2 separate regions of the Rattus norvegicus genome follow, and region 1 is linked to region 2. A link is a contact called in public Hi-C data. All regions are on one chromosome and are shown on one strand. Each heading gives the region's core, a stretch centred on a gene start, on an enhancer-like site or on the middle of the called end of the contact. The rest is flanking DNA. Distances are from core to core; before and after follow the strand shown. Region 1 has its middle 660 kb from the start of Efnb2. Region 2 holds the start of Efnb2 (ephrin B2).

Region 1 (6,329 bases), core at 2,790-5,289, 660 kb before region 2:
GATCTGGGATGTAAAGGAAGCCCCAAGAAGTCTATGGTGGTGACTTGACTATAGCTGAGACTCCTAGAAGTACATGATATGGAGTCTGAACAGGTCACCAGCAAGGAAGGCTGTATTTTCTCTTTATCCCTACATAGATCTGTAAGACTCATTACACAACTAGAGAGTAAAGGCTGTAGCACCCATAGTGTCTCTGGAACAGAGACCACCTATACTGTGGGTAACTCCCTCTTCCTGTCTGTGTTACAGTAACAGAGTGGTTCGATGTATGGTAACTACTTGTCCTAGCTCATAAAACTCTTCTCTTTGCTATTGCTCTCATTTAAAATGTAACCTGCATTTGCTACTGCTGGGAGAGACTGTGTTCAGACTGTAACTATAACTTGCTTTCTTAGAAACTTGGTAAAACTTTTTACATTATCCCAGTATGTTGTGCATCCACAACTTTCTGATGTAACTCACCTTCAGCAGCTCCACCTTTAACTTCCCATGTCTATACACACACACACACACACACACACACACACACACACACACACATGCATGCACGAACAGCACACATTCCACTCAAATCAGATAGAAAAGTACATATTTTATTGCATGATTCATGAGGCATGGGGGATAGCTTTGTTGTTACAGGGCTGTAGAGATTACAGCAGTACTTATGCAATTTCATGATGTTCTTGGCATTGTAAAATAGGTGTAATCTCATTTTCTACGTCTGGAGGCTTTTGCAGGATAATGACTATCACATAGTTAAGAGAATTGATATGACAGGTGCAGTTGAGTGATGGAGTTTGGGAAGGGGATTTTGTGCATATGATGTGTTCCCTGGCTGTGGTGCACTTTGAGCCTCCGTGATTCCATTTGAGCTCTGACACATTAGGGAGGACCTCCCATTGCTCTTCTTAAGACTCGTTTAGCCCTTTCTAGCAATCTCTTTCATAAACACATCTGTTCTTTCAACATCAATGTCTCATCAGTAAACGTATTTGCTTCCTATTTTCTGCAGACACCCCTCATGTGATAAACATTCTGGAGAAAACAGGTTTTCCTCTTTGTCCTTTTCATTTAAAGGAGCTCTAGAAACTTGTATTTGGAGAATAATGTCAAATTTGAAAAATAAAAAAAAGGTCAATTGCATTTCCCCAGTTCTCTTGGGGAGCAAGTGTTAATCAATTTCCTTATAGCTCAGCCCTTGTACTCACAAAGGAATATCATTTTCTTAGGTGACAATCCTGGAACTGAATGTTTTGAATAGGAAATCACTGGGTGGACATTGTTTGATTGTCTGTCTCTACACATTGGCCCTCTTCCCCCCCCCCTTTGAATGCATCTTTTCTTCTGAACAATCCTTGGGTTGCCTGGTGTATTGTTTCCTTGTCAGCCTGCTACCTAAAGTTGGTATATAAGATGAAATGTTAATGTTTGATTTAAATCGACCTTTATAGTGTAAACTTGACAAAAATCACTTACATGCAAATATTTTCTATGGAACAGTAAATTCTAATATATTTCTCAATACCACTTTATGCTGTTTTAAAGAGCAAAGAGAATTAACACAAAGACCCTGGAGGCATAGAAGACTTCGAGTCTATAATGGGGATAATCTTGTCTACATTTTTATATTGGTTTGCTAGGAAAATCACTTTTAGATAATTCTTTTGGCAGAGCAATGACACAATAATTTGTACCAAACATTCTCTCAGGTAAGAGGAGAAAAGTGCTTAGGAGATAAATAACAAGATTAAGAAAGAACATGGAAGCTTCTTAAAACAAATATCTAAATGATGCCCAAAATGTCTGGGAACTTTAGGGGGCACAGACTTTCGAAGGATTGGTACTTTATAAGACAACTTGGAATTATAGATCACAAGAGACTTATCAAGATGAGTGACAACAAGTTATGGCTCCATCCACACACTTTCTGTCTGTCAGTACTGAAGAATAGCATGAAAAGGGGATTTGTGTTTGGGATGGAAACCCTAAGAAGAAACAACTGAATCTATGTCATTCAGTCTTCACAAAGGGACTGAATGATGATGTTGACCAAATGAGATGACAATGTTGTTCTCAAACAGCTGCAATAGTACTTAATCTGTGTATCCTGCATATCAGAAAATTACATTATGATCCAAAACAGTAGCAAAATTATACTTATGAAGTACTAACAAAATAATCTTATGGTGGGGTGGGGAGGTTACCACGACATGAGGAACTATATTCTAGGGTCAGAGCATTACCAAGATTGAGAACCATAGTCTTAGAATGTCATATGTTTGACCTTCAGATATAAAACTGAGCAGTACAGTCACATACAATCTTACATTATTTTGGTCAAAGTGACTGCACATGAAATGGTGGTCCTATAAAGTTTTAACAATGCTGAACCAAATGCCATTCTTTAAGAGTTAAGAAAGTGGGGACCTAAGGAAGAGGAAGAGAATAAAATTCAGAGTGAGGGGCTTAACAAAATCTCTGGCAGATATCAGTAAGCTCCCTATGAAGTATGGTTGTGTAGGTCTGATCACTACCATAGAGGAGTACTCATATGGAGGGGGGGAGGAGGAGGAGAAGGAAGAGGATGAGAAGGAGGGAAGGAAGGAAAGAAGGCAGGAAGGCAGGAAGGCAGGCAGGCAGGCAGGAAGGAAGGAAGGAAGGAAGGAAGGAAGGAAGGAAGGAAGGAAGGAAGGAAGGAAAAGGGACCTGGAGAGGAAATAAGGTCAGGGGAGCAAAGGAAAAAAAGAGAATGATGATGAAGGGGCAGGGTGGATGGGAAGACAGAGAAAAGAATGAAAGATAAAGGGAAAGAGACACGGGATGAAGAAAGGGAAAGAGAAAGGCAGGGGTTACAGACAGAGGAGCAAGGAGAAGAGAGGAACACAAAAGAAGATGAGAGACAGTCAGACATATTTCTAAAGAGTAACAACTCCAAAGGAAGCAACCAGCAGGCCATCCAAAGGTGCAGAGAGAGGAGAGATTTGTTCACAGAAGAGGGAACAGTACCACACATGGCACTGCCACTGAACATGTTTCTAAGAGCAAGATGTGAAGAGAAGACAGAAATGGGCAGGCCAGACAGGACTAGAGAGTGGAGAGAAGGATGGGGAGAGGAGATAGGGCTAGAGAAGGGAGACAAGGAGGGAGAGAAAGAGAGGAGAAAGAGATGATGGGTCAGTAGAGGGATAGTGTACGTCCTGACAGGTGTGTGTCCTAGGCTAGTATCTGTGTTTCTGTCTCAGAAATTAATAACTATAAAAATAGTGTCAAACAGTTTCAAAACTTAAGTTTATATAGCAAAAATGCTTTAAAGAACCAAGACTAATATTCTTGGAGAAACAGTCTTTTAGAAAATCAGTATGATCTAAGGGAACACAAAGTGTTCACAAAGTCACAGAGAATCACAGTAATGCCACTTCCCTCCTGACTCACAGAGAGGGGAAGATACCCAGACAGCTGCACTATTTGTTATTGGTACCTCTAGTTTTGAGTAAAGATTTTCTATGTTTCAATAGACTTAAATACACAAACACTTAATCATTCTGTTCTGTTTGCTGGGAACACTCAGTGCAGTGATATTGCAGCCTGTGTACAGCCTAGGCCATGTGCTATCTGTGTATCCTAACTGTCCTGGGAGTCTGTGCTGACTTGAGTTTGTGCAAACCCACTCTGTGCCAATTGTACAACAATGAAATTACCTGAGATGAAGCCATCAGAACACATCCCACTGTCAGCAATATGTGACTGTAATTGTCCAAATGTAACATTTCCCCCCACTCAAGGCCGTCATGTTGAACCCAGGGAATCATGTAGTCCATTCTGAGACACCTCCTGTCTACAGTAATGATTTTGGTTGTCCTGAATGAGTAGGGAGTGACACTGCCTTGCAGTGGATACAGACCAAAGATGTGGCTAAACAACCTGTGGTATACTATCCTTTACTGAACCAAAGTGCCAACCAAGCCAACAGACAGAGACCACAGAGTACACAGTTACATTGCTGAAAGTCTTCAGTGAGTAAAGGTTAAAAGTTCAGGTCTGTGGTGAAGGACACAGACTGCCATGAAAATGTCAGAACTGGCAATTCTATGACCAGTACTCACCACATTCAGGAAGCATTTTGTGCGAGGCAGGAAACTCTGGGTCAGCTTCCTCATTCATCAGCCAGGGCTCAAAGCAAAACTAAGTTTTTTGCAGTAAGTTTTATTTCCTTATTGATTTTTTAAATAACTTCTATGTTAATTATAATCAAACACTTAATAATGTATATAATTGTTGATCTTTTCTAAAATATGATTACAAATCAATTATTCATTCTCAGACAGCACCTAATGAAGAATCAAAAGAAACAAGCACTCATTTTTCCCAAGCTGAAGCACTCTAGTTTTTAGAGAACAAAAAAAGAACAGGTCTATGAACCTATTAGAAACCTCGAAATAAAAGCCCAGGGCATAGAAAAGAACTCTAGATTGCAAATTATTCCATTTGTACATTTGAGATCATTTCTTATCTGCATAATCAGTAAGTAGCTTAAGTCTTTGTGTGGTGGGAAAAATATGTATATTTTCTTTTAAGCTTTAAAAAAAATCTCCAAATTGGGCACTTGCTAATTATGGTTTTCATGCCTCTAGCTATTGAGTGGACGGAAACAATGTGGGCATTGAAATCTGTAAAGGATACTCTGTCCAATTTCAGCAAGCTTAATATGTTAGAAAAAAATGCATTGTGCCATGTTGAATGAGTCATAGTGGAATTCTCTGGTACTCTTCCACAAATGGCTTGGTCTCAACCTCCTCCCTGCTCATCAGAGCCAGTTGGTCTTGAGATCCTGTTGGGAGCAGAGAGGTCTTGGCAGGTGTGAGTAAAAGTGTGTAAGACAGCCTGCTTCCTCCTTCTCAATGTTGCTCATTCTAAAACATTTCTCCAGGGCAATGTCTTCCACATTCTCTGTGCAAATACTACTGAAGGGTATTTTAAGGATTGCCCTTTCACACATCCCTTTTCTAGAATATTTTCCCACAAAAGGTTCTCTGCTTGATGCAAGGACTCCAAGGAAGCAATGTCACATTGGTCTCTAGTATTGAATACTCAAAACACCCCGAGGAACAAGGACATCAAGGGGTTCTCAAGCTTGCTTTATGCTGTGAAATGAATTCTGCCTTGATGAAAGTGAATCAAGGCTTGAAGCATTATGAGCCACCTGTTAGGTGCTGAGACCAGGTAACAATTCATGCTGGTCTTTCCCCTTCTCCTTGTATGATTATCTTTTCAGACTTATTCTCTTTGTCAAGGTTTTGAACTTTCATTTATAAAAAGCCAATACTTCCAAGGAATTTTTCCTGGAAATCACTCAACAGTGTGTTTCTCCCCAACTCAGCCAGAAATCAGCAGGAATAATTTGCCCAGGGGTCTAGTTCAAGGTCATGTGCCTTCATTTCTCAGTTCTTATTACACAGCAACCTGATTCTGGCCTCTGGTCACTCAGGACTGCAGTCTACTAAGTAAAGGTCCCACAGCAGGCCATTACATCCAGGGACATGGCAGTGGCTTCTGTGAAGTTTCAAGCAAGGCAGTCTGCCTTTGTGAGTACCTATTCCCTTCCTGGGGCTTCCAGAGGCCTACAGAAGCTCTTCATAACCACCTCTGTTAACTGACACAGGCCAGATTATTCCTCCACTGGAATGAGCAGAATGACCACCTATCAACCTCTAAAGCATCAGGAGCACAGGAGAGATTGCTGCTGTCTATACTGTTATTGATAGTACCGTTCCTATTTCCTCTTCTAACTGCTGAACACCACTTCTGGTCAGTAAGGCCTTCTGTTCTCAAAATCAGTCTGAATACTGTAATAAATTTCTGCTGTTTGACTTGGAAATAGCACAAATTTATACTTCATATTTCTGGAGACCAAATGTTAGAGGTTAGGGATGCACCATGACGAAGACCTGGTGAAGGTTTTGCTTTGGGGTGTCATGTAGCTGCTTCCATGTGTTATCCTTGCACACAGGAAAGATAAATACACTAATCTGATACCATGGGGAGGACTCTGGCCTCGTGACCTCACTCTTGCAGTGTTAACCTTCTGGGCATTGCTTCCCATGAACTAATCTGGCAACCCTGGCCTGCATGTATAGCTCTAGTATTTAGATGATAAATGACAGAAATTTACTGTATCTTACACTTAGTTACATCAACTATGACCATCTTGTCTCGGGCTTTCTGTGGATAGGGGGTATTTCCAGACATTGTTTACATTATGACTGTTTCCATTGTGGGACTCAGCACTTTCTATTTAGATAAAGGTCAACCTATATCATCTGGGATACCTG
Region 2 (6,140 bases), core at 935-3,434:
TCAGGAAAATTCCAAGACACTTTATTGTGGAGGCCAGGGAGTAATCACACCAATTGCACGGTCCTGCCCCTCCAATACCCAGGGCCCTAGCAGCTCTCTATACATCTGTGGCCACAGCTCGGAAAACTATACTGTTGAAGATCAAATAGTAAATGTAAATTAAGTCACCACTCCCTCCCTTAACACGTTTCAAATCGAAGACATTATTCTCCAGGTGCTAGGTGTGCTCGGTGGTGGGGTTTAAACAACTCGTTATTTCTAATCCTTCCGGCGGCACACCCAAGTATAGTGGTCACTAGGAGCGCAAAAGACGGTTATGTTGCTCGGAAGGGCTTCAGTGGAACTTCTTTAAACTAGATTTAAATATAAATATTAAATCCGAACCGGAGGGGGGGGGGAAAGACTCAGCCTCTCCAAAAGAGGCTGTGAGTGAAAGTGCAAAGTGGAGAAAACAGGCAGCCCGGGGAAGGGAGGGGGGGGGGATGGGCGCGCCCACAGCTAACATTCGGCAGGGAAGGGTGACCTCTGTAGGCACGGCGAGCGTCAGCAGCAGCCACCACCAGGGCCCCAGTCTGAGTGAAGAAGGCTGCAGCGCTCAGATCCCAGCCAGGCGCCTTCTGGCACCACCAGGTGCCTGTAGATCCCGTGTGGCTGCAAAGATACCACGCCAGGAGAGCAAATGCAAACACCTCGCTTTAAAAAACAAAACAAAACAAAACAAAATTATTTAACAGATGAAGACTACACTAGAGGGGGCCTCAGTAACTTTAAAACAAGGGCCTCCTGGCAGCACGCAAAAAAACGTTTTGGGTCATTTACAACTGTAGATTATTTTTTGCTCCTTCTTGGGGAAACATGTTTGGTCAGTTATGTTGGTGAATTTAAAATTTACCACTTTCAAGAGAGTAGGTACAATTCTTTGCTTATGGGGTAATTAAAAAAAAAAAAAGAAAAAGAAAAAGAAAAAAACAATTCGTTCACCTCTACTCTGAAGCCGTGCACCACACGCTCAACTTCAATTAGGCCATTGATTTTGCTTCTAATCTGAAAGGTCTGAGTCCGGCTAGGAGACAGCCGGGTCTCCACGCTCTCCTAGGGCTGAGTCCAGAATTCCGCACAGCACTTTCTGGCGATGGTTGGAAAATGAGATAAGAGGCAGCACCCAGGCGCGGTTACTGGGGCCATGGCTGCATATACCAAGGGATGGCTAGCATTTTCGAAACGCGGAGCGCACCCTGGGAGCCCAGACCTGAAAGTTACTCAGGCCTGGTTTTCTCCCGACTGTGAGCTTTGCTAAAAGCAAGTATGAACAAGGGACTCCCGATCCCCCAAGTGCAAAGGCTGCAGCGTTGACTGGGTAGGGCCCTGAAGGCGTCGTTAAAATTAAGCCACCCAAGCGGACCGCGCCGCACGGGAGCTAGACCACCAGTTGGGACGCGAAAAGAGAGGCCGACATGCAGAGGGCTCGCCGCCGGAGTTTACGGCCGAGCCATCGAGCTCCCCGCACACATTTGGGCTAGGGAAAGGGCGCCGAGGCACCCGGGCTCAGGGACGCCCCGGGCCCAGCGTCCCTACTTCAAAGGGACTCTCCACTACCCCAGACCCTCAGTTCTTGTCGCCTTCTCGCTGGGCCCCGACCCGTGGCTCCCGCGCTCCTCGCAAGCGCAGCATCTCTCCAGTCCCTGTAGCCCGCCAGTGTGTGTCTGTAGCCCGGTTAGTGGCAACGTTCTCCGTCCTCGAAAAAGAAGGGAGGGCCGGGTAACGCCATCAGACACCTTTCCGGACATGCCACCGAGTCGCCAGGGCTTTGGAACCCCTAGAGCACTTGAGGTTGGAGCCCCAAAAAGAGTACCCTTGGAACCCGCGCTCTCTAGCTCAGCCGGTCCTCACCTAGAGAAATGTGGAAGGGTGGGGGGTGGGGGACAGGAGCCCCAGGTTCTAGAAACAGGCTCCAGGGCCTCCTCCCGCCCCGACCATACGGCGTACCCACGGGGCGCCGGCCGAGGGCACCGCGGAAGAGGGAAGGATCATGGACGCCACTTACTTGGAGTTCGAGGAATTCCAGTAGATAGGCTCTAAAACTATCGATCTGGAGATCGCAGTTCTGCACAAAACCATCAAAAGTCCCCAACAGTACTTCCACACAGAGTCCCTCCTGGACCGGGCCATGGCCATGGCCAAACCGCTCCCAGTTCTGCGTACTCCGGGGCGCGATGGGACCGGCCGCCGGTCGCGACCACCAATCCTCCCCGGCGGACGCGCCGCTCCCGCGGTCGCCGAGGCCAGGTGCGCTCACCCTGCGCTGCCCTCAGCGCGCGGGGTGGGGTCGAACGCGCGGGGCGCGGCGGCTCGGCGGACTCGGGGCTCCGGGGCGCCGCGCCGGACGCAGCTGGGACAGCCGGCTCCCGTGCGGCTCCAGGGTGCCGGGCCAGCCGCGGAGGGCGGGCGCGGCGAGGGCACTGGGCCGGGACAAAGGCCCGCAGCGGAGAGACCAGTCGGTGTGAGGTGGCGGGTGCTGCTCCCCGAGAGGGGCCGCCTGACTATAGATCCAGGACAGCGGGCAGCGGCCCGGGCAAGCGAGCGCCTCGTCGGCGCGGTTCCATGTCCTGGAGCGCAGAGAGAAAGGGCGCCTCCTGAATCCTCGCAACTCGCCGCCGCTAAGCAGTCAGGAGAGCACTGGGACCCCCGCAGGCGTCTGACGCGCGCGGGCCTTTGTGTGCGGGGAGGGCGCCAGGACCCGCTCAGCGCGCAGCTCCGCGATCCGACCGGTGCCTCAGTCCCCGCCGCGGAGAGTCAGCGCGCCCAGCGCGCTGTCAGAGCACTATAAACGCGGGGCCCCGCCCAGTCGCATGCAGTCCATTGGCTCGCCGCGCCGCGAGCACGCGCTGATTGGACAGCACTCCCGTCCGTCTGCCGCCCCTATCCGACACTGGGCGCCCAGAGGTACGGCGCCCCTGACAGGTGAGCCCCGCCCCCGGGACCAGCCACGTAGGGCGCCGGGGACCTCGCACTAGTGGCCCCGTGAGGCGCAGGGCACAGGGTTGGCCGCCTCTTAGCCACTCGCGACGGCAGGGTGGCCTCGACCTGCAAGTGCCTGGGCTGGCGAGTGCCCTCGTTAAGACAGAGCGAGACCTGGCGAACGCAGCGTTCCGCCGTGCGGCGCTCGCTCCCCGCCGCCCCCCGCGCGTACGGCGCCCTAGTCCTTCGCGGATTCCTTTGCGCCTCCAGTTGAGGGTCTTCTAGCTTGATTCTGGCACCAAGTGATCCAGCCCGGCCTGACGCAAGTCAAAAAAGACTCCCGCGAGGCTGCGAGCCTTAGCTGCCCACAGGCAGTGAGAGCCCGTCTGCCGCCCATCCCGACCCCGCGCTCCAACTCCGTGCGCCCCGGGCCTATCTCCGTGCGCCCGCTCCCTTTCCGGTCCTCTCTCCGCAAGAACAGCGCCTCCAAAGCTCCACTGCCAAAGTCTGAGTGGATTTTTCTTCACTAGCTCCCGAGAGACCCCGCGACCCCACAGTGGCCGGGAAGTTAGGGCTGACCCGGACGACTATCAGTCAGAGAAGTGGCAGTTGTGGTTCTCGGTTGCTTGCCCAAGACCGATTTTGAGAACTGCACCACGGCTGTGACTTCTACGGATCCACAGCGCCCACTAGCGCCCACTTTTACCCTCTGTACTTCAGAACAAGCCTACCAGCTACCGAAACAGATCTTAAGGATCCAAATACTCCCAAGTTGAAAAACACTTAAGAGGCCCGGTAGCAAGGAGAGCACAGTAGGTGGAAGGCACAGTCTCATGTATAGCCCATGGCCCAACAAAAATTAACCACGTCTGTTCTTAAAATGCTATCCATCAATACCAGAGTTTCTTCATATGGAACTAAGCAGTTTCCACACCAGTATCTTTAAACACAACTCCCACGTGGCTGTATGAACACCGGATTTAGTTACTATGACCCCCCCCCTTCTTTAAAGCAAATTTCGAGCTCTAAAAGTGTTGGCTTTCAAAAACTGTAAGTTAGTGTGTGCTAAGAGTTGATTTGGAAAAACTCGTCTTAAACCAAAACACTAAAACATCCAAAGTATTGAGCACACTCACCAAAATACAGCTTTGAGAAAAGCTTTTCTGTAATTACTATTTTTAAGTATGCCTGCAATACGATTGGGGGTGGGGTATTGAGATGGGATTCACGCTAGGCTAAGGAAGGGCTACACGCACACCAGGAATGTTTTTTGAACTTCCTGACTGAAAAACTGACAGGCACTGCTATTTGACCTTTACTGGGGGAAGAAGAATAAAAGGGCACTTTTTTTTTTTTTTAAGATCTCACTTAAGAAATTCATAGAAATCTAGTGTGAAATTAAAGGGTTTTTAAGTCATGGTCTGACTCAGTATGTGTTATGAAATTTAAGTTGTGACCTCTTAGCTCCCCATACATCCTCTCTCTGGTAAACTAAAGGAGGAATTTTGTAAGGTCTGAAAATAACCCAGCTTCTAAAAATACCATTTTCAGTAAGCCAGATATTCTAACACCCAAAGCATTTTTACTTTGGGGTCAGTGTAAATGCACTTTTTAAAAAACACACACATAATATTCCTACTGTGTGACTTTACAAGGGGACATGGAGCTAATTTCAGATATACCTGTAGTAAGCAGATACCTGTGGGCACAAGGGGCCAGTGACTGCACACAACATTCTGGTCAACTGTTTATCCAGTAATTTGGGAAACTAAAACACAACCTCAAACCACTCATATTTAATATTACATTTGTCATCATCCTAGGCAAAAATGCCATTGTGTTTTACACAGATGGCGACCAGCAGAAATTCTAGAGCCTGGCCACACCACACTGCAATGTCTCCGACTGGAACTTCATTTTACAAATACATTCTTGGGTTTGTTTTGAAAACAGGACACAACTCTTTGCCAAAGGACAACAAAGTACTTCAGCAGACGAAGTCACTGAATTCTAAAGCTAAGGATGTTTCTCAGTCAGTAGACTTTGGAATTTTAAAAGTACAAGTTATTACAAAATATAAATGATTTCTTACAGAGAGGAAGCAAAGCTGAGTTTCAGAAAGAACAATTCACTAGCCAGTAAAAATGTACCATACACCACACCTTAAAGCCAATGCTAACCACTCTGGTCTTCAGACTGTTCTTCAACTTGACCACATCAAAGGCTCCCAATCTTTGATTTGGAGGGGAAAGTGTGATCACATTCCTTAGGAAAGGGTTGCAGTCAACTGGCTCTAGTTCAACCTTTTCTTTTATGTATTAATGGAAAAAATAGTATGCTTCAACTGCAGTAATGGTAGTGCTATTTGTATACTGTAAGCAGTGTAGGCAGTAGGAAACGAAGCGTTTCCTAATGTGAACTGAGGGGTCTAAAGGTCCATGAAGGCCCACCCTGCAAACTGGGTTAGGTATTGTGGTAGACAAAGCGCCAGTGTGTAACTGACCTTACCATAAACAAGGTCTCTGCTTTATGAACCGATTAGGTAATTGATAAGGAACATGAAAAGTCAAATGTCACTGCTTGTAACCTACAAATGGAACCACTGACGGCAATACCTAGGTAATAGGGCCATGTTACAAATGGCCCAAGAGGGACTTAGAGTCAACCAGTCCCATGCTTAATTCTTTATCTGCCAATTCAAAGGGAACAGCCATTTTGCCCTAGGAGACCCAAGAGCCACCCACATGTATAGTGAAGAAGCACTTTCATTTTAATCCCATAGTTATGAGATATTTAACAAAATATGACTGTGTGAACCTTCTGAGTCATCAACATGCAGTTCTTTAATTTACTGGTTTCAAACGAAGTTTAAGTATGAAAAATGCAATCATCCTCACATCCTCCACTCAATAATCTGAGGATTGAAAGGGGAACCACGTTCTTTTCAAACAGTACTTGTCAATCCAACGACTGAGTGTAAAAGTTGTACCTCTACATATTTTGCAGAGCACTCTAGTACAAAAACAAGCACTGTGGTTTGCTTTAACAGATGGGGCTGAAGGGCTCTCAGCACACTGGAATCCTGCGACTCTGACCTGCTCTGCTGCAGTGCAAGGAGAGCAGCCCAATCATGATAAATGGCAACTAGCTACACGTGTATGGTGCTACGCATTAGCCAGTGC

The links. A called contact is a pair of places that touch in the nucleus more often than the background predicts.
Region 1: a Hi-C map of Schwann cells shows a contact between it and region 2, with 4 times the contacts expected there. The contact joins the enhancer-like site here to the promoter of Efnb2 in region 2. A contact is called at or near these places in 3 of 12 Hi-C or Micro-C datasets (the A7r5 cell line, Schwann cells and mammary epithelial cells).

The regions. Positions count from the first base shown.
Region 1 is chr16:88,145,316-88,151,644 of GRCr8, reverse strand. No RefSeq gene overlaps it. Among named protein-coding and RNA genes, the nearest start is that of Efnb2, 660 kb to the right of the region's middle. Within about 2 kb of position 4,039, at least 2 of the 93 cell types and tissues checked have an H3K27ac peak or open chromatin away from gene starts, as enhancers often do. A contact at or near this core is called in Schwann cells, where this site is marked.
Region 2 is chr16:87,481,259-87,487,398 of GRCr8, reverse strand. Efnb2 (ephrin B2) reads right to left here and starts at 2,184. Exons shown (of 5, transcript NM_001107328.2): 1 at 2,045-2,184. The coding sequence starts at 2,175.